2 separate regions of the Mus musculus genome follow, and region 1 is linked to region 2. The links are chromatin contacts, called in public Hi-C maps. All regions are on one chromosome and are shown on one strand. The core of a region is the stretch at or near the end of the contact, and the rest is flanking DNA. Distances in the headings are between cores, read along the strand shown.

Evidence for each region. A called contact is a pair of places that touch in the nucleus more often than the background predicts.
Region 1: a contact with region 2 is called in a Hi-C map of uterus, with 7 times the contacts expected there. The contact joins two enhancer-like sites. A contact is called at or near these places in 16 of 484 Hi-C or Micro-C datasets (adipose-derived mesenchymal stem cells, bladder smooth muscle, cerebellum and 4 more) and 2 of 115 datasets of contacts at active chromatin or transcription factors (fibro-adipogenic progenitors and neural progenitor cells).

Annotation. Positions count from the first base shown.
Region 1 is chr1:168,065,306-168,068,784 of GRCm38.p6, forward strand. No RefSeq gene overlaps it. Among named protein-coding and RNA genes, the nearest start is that of Gm51671, 280 kb to the right of the region's middle. Within about 2 kb of position 1,741, at least 16 of the 459 cell types and tissues checked have an H3K27ac peak or open chromatin away from gene starts, as enhancers often do. A contact at or near this core is called in uterus, where this site is marked.
Region 2 is chr1:167,953,441-167,956,580 of GRCm38.p6, forward strand. No RefSeq gene overlaps it. Among named protein-coding and RNA genes, the nearest start is that of Lmx1a, 270 kb to the left of the region's middle. Within about 2 kb of position 1,596, at least 2 of the 459 cell types and tissues checked have an H3K27ac peak or open chromatin away from gene starts, as enhancers often do. A contact at or near this core is called in uterus, where this site is marked.

The DNA.
Region 1 (3,479 bases), core at 491-2,990, 110 kb after region 2:
TGTTGGAGTAAACTTGATACAAAAAGAAAATAATTTAGCCCAGATTAGACTTGAACTCTCACTCTGCCTCTCCCTAGTTCTTGGATAGCCTTTAAATTTTTCCATTTCCTGTGTACTGTGTGTCAGGATACCCACAACTCAGAATAAGAGAAGGGAATGAGTGAGATCACATGTAAAAAGACTGGTACAATAGCTGATGTACTAATATTGCTCTGTAGCTTTTCACTTCCAAATCCAAATCTTATAGCCTGTTTTTTGGTTTTTGTTTTTGTTTTTTCCTTTTTCTTTAACAATGAAGATGAGCCCTTTAAACACTTCTCTACGGCCAGCAAACACAATGTTTTGTCAGTAGAGGATGCTAGAAGAACACAGTTAGAGGGTGGGATTTTTCCCCTTGGTTCCTTTGTGCTCTCTGGCAGTCTCTTTACCATACACAGCTCCCGGAAAGTGCTCAGCTCCTGCTGTGCAAATGTCTTTCCTAGGGCAAGGTTACTGCGGGGTGTACAATCACCCTAGCACCCAGTTTCCAAAGAGTGCATGACCTCCACAGTGCTGCAAGCCTACAGCATAAACAGCTTCTCCAATGCCCACCTCCCGCAGCAGGGAGAAGTTATCCTGAGCCTAACTCCTGCAGTGAACAGATTCTCCAATGTCCTACTTCTGCAGTAGACTCGATGCCTAGCAGACTACGTTAGCACCACCTCAAGTGTCTGCAATGGAGGACACTTCCCAGACATCTACCCATCATAAAGGACTCTGGCTGATCCTTTGTCAACTTGGCCTGATCCTTGACAGCTTCCCTCACTAACCTGCAGGCTGAGTTTCTAGCAAAGCCCCCCTTCTTGTCATCTCAGTGAATTCATTATTCAGGGAACCAAGGAGATCTCTTTGGCTTGGGGTTGAGGGGGGAGCTTTTCATGAGTACGTTATCAGTCTGAGTGGTAGTGCCTGCCACCTTTATCTGTAGCCTTATATCCCATCGAGCTCTCTTTACTTCTTAATAGGCAGTCCCTTGTTTCTTCAAGCCAATGATGTAATTTAAAAATTACGTTGTTTGTGTTTTATTTTGTTCTGTCTTGTGACATGGAGTCTTATGTAGTCTTCACACTGGTGGATCTGACATGTACTATTTAGACCTGACTGAGGCTCAATCTCACGGGCAAACTTCCCACTCTTCCCACTTCCTAAGTGCTGAATTATCAATTCCCCCTTTGAGAACATTTCCTTGTGGAATTATCGTGTGGTCTCTGTCTTCCACTTAGACTTCAAATAATATCGACACGCTGTCCCTGTCAGGTGAGTTCAAGACAGAGAGCTCAATCCAGAAAACCTCTTGTAATTCTGTCATCTAGTTCTAAGACTTAAACATCTCCATTTTAGAACATGTTAGGACAAAAAGTACTATGTATGCTTTATTAATACCGAGAGACATAACAATCATGAAGCCCTTGGCATGTGTTATAGATTCATATAAAAGCACGGCCAGACTCAGAGCCAGCAAGAGTCTTCAACTTCCATCTAATGGCATTTATTCCCCAATAGCGTCCCTGCTGACTTGCCTTCTAAAGCATTCTTTTCGGTTTCATTGAGTTTGTTCTTTTCTGGAATGTCCTTCAGTTTAGTTCCATGAGAAGCGACTGGATGAGATCAGAGATGAGATTGCTTATCTCTGGGAAACAAAATGTTCTTAGACCTCAGGAGAAGTCGGAGGCAGCAAGTCATCTGCGTTAGCTGCGGTTGCTAAAGAAACAGAACAACAGGAACCTTAAAGCCTGGACAACCAAGGCTGAAGTGCTAACTCTTCTAAGCTGGTAGTCATTTTAATTTCCTGTCAATGGGATGCTGTTGAGAAATGTGTCTTAAAATTAAGGACAGTCCCTTTCCCAATGAGTCACTGGTAATTGGTGCCTTTGAAAAGACTGAGCAGGACTTATGACTCCGGGTTTCTCTCTTAATTTGCATTTTTAATTAGATGAGATCTCAAAGGGTTTCTGAGCCTTTTTTCCTTTTGCCTCTTGCATTGCCTTTTTTGGGTTGTTGCTCCGCAATTAGAATTTGTAACAAATGAGTTGCCTGCATATAAATGTCAGCTCTGAGGTAAAATATTATTGTTGCTGAAGAACAGAGCGGGGGCTCTGACCATAGCTTTTGAAATGAAAGCACATTCTCTGAAGAGAGATTATCAGCGGGGCCAGAAGAATGAAGACTAAGGTTTAACAACAGTTGAAGCCTTTTGTAGGATGTTTCTCTATGGATGTTGGAATGATTCCCAATGCTAGCATACAACCCCACTTCAGAGAACTCCAAGTCCCTCTCCAGATCTGCACAGAGTGAGGAAGGGGACAAATTAGGGAACCCACAAGGAGGAGCTGGATCTGTCAATTTCACCATGACTTCTGGGCAAAGGGAGTGCTTTTGGTTGAGTCCAGCTTCCTTCCTTCCTTCCTTCCTTCCTTCCTTCCTTCCTTCCTTCCTTCCTTCCTTCCTTCCTTCCTCCCTCCCTCCCTCCCTCCCTCCCTCCCTCCCTCCCTCCCTTCCTTCCTTTCCCTTCATTTGTTCATTCTTTCTTTCTCTCTCTGTTTCTCTCTCTATGTCTCTCTCTTTTAACTCTCTCTCTCTCTCTCTCTCTCTCTCTCTCTCTCTCTCTCTCTGTGTGTGTGTGTGTGTGTGTGTTTTACAGGAGCTTGTGAGCTGCCTGGCATGGGTGATGGGAAAGAAACATGGGTCCTCTGCAAGAGAAATATATGTTCATAGGTTCTGAACCATTTCTTCAGTCCTTGAATCGTGTCCAAATGTTGGAAAACAGCAACAGGGTGGTATCTAACTAACCACAAATGGGTAAGCTGAAACAATCATTGTAGGGTTAGTTTTCCAACCCTCAACCCTGCTTATTTCCTCATGGTTTCAGAGCCCACCCTCTGCACTCTAAGCCTGGTGTGCATAACAGACATGGCTCATTGCTTCTGTGGTCACAGTATGCATGGACACAACTGCCCCAGCAAGAGCATGCTAAATGTGCAGTGGACACAAGCAAAGCAGGACAAGCATCTGCCATTCTAGGCACAGATCAGCTAAGCTATTTTCAAAGACGCCTAAAGAAGACAACTCTGTAAACTCCCATGACAACCCACTGAGCACACTGCCAGGAACCATTTCCTCGTTCTATGGTTAAGCCATGTTCCCTTGTTCTGTGCTCCGCTGAGAGAGAATGCAGCTGCTCCTCGTCCTGCTTAGGTGAGCCTTTTACAGACTTCAAGACGCTGTCTGCCTTCTGTCTCCTTGTGACAAAAAAGAAACAGAGCTGCCAACAAAGATAACAATAATAATTTTTACTTGGAGATGGAATTATTATCACTATGGTTACTCATAGGATCTTTTTTTTTTTTCCCAATGGGGAAGGGACATTTATTCAGTACTGTACTTCGAAGAAGAACAAAGTGCTACTAATTCCACCTTGCTTCAGATGCCTTGTTTACACA
Region 2 (3,140 bases), core at 346-2,845:
TTTTTCTATATTTCATTAAGGGGTTCATTTATTTCCTCTTTAAGGACCTCTATCATCTTCATATAAGTATTTTTAAGATCTTTTTCCTTAGGTTTCAGCTATCATCTTCATATAAGTATTTTTAAGATCTCTTTCCTTAGGTTTCAGCTATTCTGGGCCTGCTATGGTAGAATAACTATGCTCTAGTGGAGGCATATAATCCAGGTTGTTATTGATTATGTTCTTATGCTGGCATCTAAGCATCTGGGTTTGGTGTGATTATAGGGTCTAGGTGATGGTTTATGGGAGGTCAGTAGGAGATGGTCGGTGGGATCCACAGAAAGCATAAAGATGGGGGAAGGGAGCCTGCAGCTGGTGTTCTGTTGCAATACTGAGGACTAACATGAGAGATTGGTTGAGCCAGGAAAACAGAGAAGAGAATTCTTTACAGACATAGGAAGGACAATTCTCAACTTCATATGGAAAACAAAAAGACCCAGGATAACTAAAACAATCTTGAAGAATAAAAGAACTGTCAGTTCTATCACCATTCCTGATTTCAAGTTGTACTATAGAGCTATAGTAATAAAAACCTCATGGTATTCGCATACAATAGATACATTGATCAATGGAATAAAATTGAAGACCCAGACATAAATTCACACACCTATGGACATCTGATTTTTCATGAAGAAGGTAAAAATACACACTGGACAAAAGACAGCATCTTCGACAAATGGTGCCTGTCCAACTGGATATCTGCATGTAGAAGAATGCAAATGGATCCATACTTATTATCATCCTACACAAAACTCAAGCCCTAGTAGATCAAAGACCTCAACATAAAACCAGATGCACTGAACCTGATAAAAGAGAATCTGGGGGATAGCTTTGAACACATTGGCACAGGAGATGACTTTCTCAACAGACATTCTAGTTTTTAGAGTTGCATGGTTGCTCTTTTTTGAGGTTGAGCTTGATTCTAGACTGGATTATTAAACATTATTTTTATGTAATTGCTAATAGGAACTAAACCAGTCACCATGGTTCTATCATATGGGTTCTCCTCTTGTTTCTTGAACATCCTTTGGATAGTCTTTCTTCAAGAATTTTACATGGGCTGGGACTGGGTGATACCTTTTCTCTAAGAGGTGGCTCACTCCACTTCTCTTAAGGTTTCCATCTCCCCTTACCCCAATACTTCCTTTAAAAGCATCATTTAAAAGCATCAATCCCAACCACATATCTATTCCTCTAAGCCACTCACTCAATTTTTATATCCATTACTTTTCAAGATTCCATTTATTGGTCTCTCCTTGGATAGAATGTAAGTTCTCGAGGGACGGGGAGTTTGTTCTTCTTTGAACACTAAAGTGTTTCTGGTGAACACATTCCGGCACTTAAAAATAGTTTGTGAATTAATAAAAATGTCCTTGAGGATAAAAATCTCTGTTTACCCAAACTCTGTATCTACTCCAGCATTAAGAGAACACACACGAGGACTTAATAAATTTTCATTAAGCTCTAATTGTATTTTATTACTAGTTTCATAATGACCTATGGTTGTGAAGCAGTATAAATTCATGTTCGTTTTCACACCAAGAGACAGCAGTGCAGGAGGCAGCACCATAAACCCACATGCACATGCTGACCATGGCTTGTCCTCCCCTCAGTTCTGGCTGTGTCATCTGCCAGCCTTTGCATCTTATCATGTGTCCATATGCTAGTTTTCCTACAGGTGCTTTATGTTGAGTTAATGAAACAAATTGGTAGGATCTCTCTCCTCACTCTTAAGGCTGAAAAGGTTATATTGTTGCTGTACTATGCAAGAACTGCCTCAGTTGAGTTGATCTATACAGGATGATCCTTGTTCTTCTAGCCTAAGACCTGACTAATCTGACACAGTTGTGATAAGACCCCAAATGGACAGGATCACTGTGTAAGTCTAGGATCTTGCTTCTCCAGATGAGCCAGAGCTCAGTCAGAGCATATGTTATGAGCTTGGAGATGCACAGTCTCTCCAGTGTCAGAAAACACTCTTCATTCAGCTGTTGGGTGCTGGACCTCCTTATAGGCCAGGGTGGGTATCTCAGCAGCCTCGTAGGCCTCCACTGATACTGATCATATGACTTACCCTATACTGAGCATCATAACTCACATCAAGAGTCTATAAGAAATAGATCATTTTAGCTGTGCCCAGGGCCCATGAAAACTGATGAATTCTTCCCAACTCTTTCCCACACATCAACGCAAGAACACAATCCAGATAATGTAGAATAAAAGATACACACAGATGTGACCACTCTCAAATAAGACACTATGAGACAAAGTCTCGACTTCATAAAACATTAAAACAAGGCAGAACATAAATGTTGTGTTCTTGTCACAAATGCACAACATCTACAGGAGCTTCATGAATGTCACATGGCTTGAAGATTCATTTTAAGGTGTACTGGAAGACAATCAGTGGTCCATGTCTGACTGGAAGACCATGACTGCTCCTCATATTCTTTTATTCAAAAAAATAATAATAAAGATTTGATGGGAGGGAGCACAGTCATGATTTAGGGTAAATGCTTTCAAAGCAGACTGGATGGATCCCATTTCTGCTGTTTAGTTGGCTAAAGCACAGCAGGAAAGTGACTAAACGTCTTTTTGCCTCAGTTTCCTTCTCTGTTAGTTGGATACATGTGCTCACCTCATAGGTGAGGTATAAGGACTCACTCAAAGAAAAACAATATTTTGGAAGTGATTCACACAGAGCTCTACAGATGCTAGCATTCTCCAGTTGGAGTGCTGGCTGAAAGGGTAGCTGTAATGGCTGCAATACATCTATATCTGCAGATCTCTCCAAGGGCCTGGAACAACACAATCTAGGGAAATGGCAGGGGTTCCCCGAGTGACATTCTGAATGAGAAAATGATGCGGCTGCATCATCATAACTGCACAGAGAGACTAAATTTACCTGTGTCTGTGCTTACAATTCTCCATGAAAACAGATCGTGCAGTGGTGGTGGGGCAGGCATTATACTGGATGCTTGATGCTGTGCAGATATGTCCCCCAAAGTGTTACTTAGGCTTAATAGTGAACGCAGTTTAATTAATTGTGACAGCAGGGACATATTCCAAGTCACCCTCATGCAAACAATTAAAATAGTTAA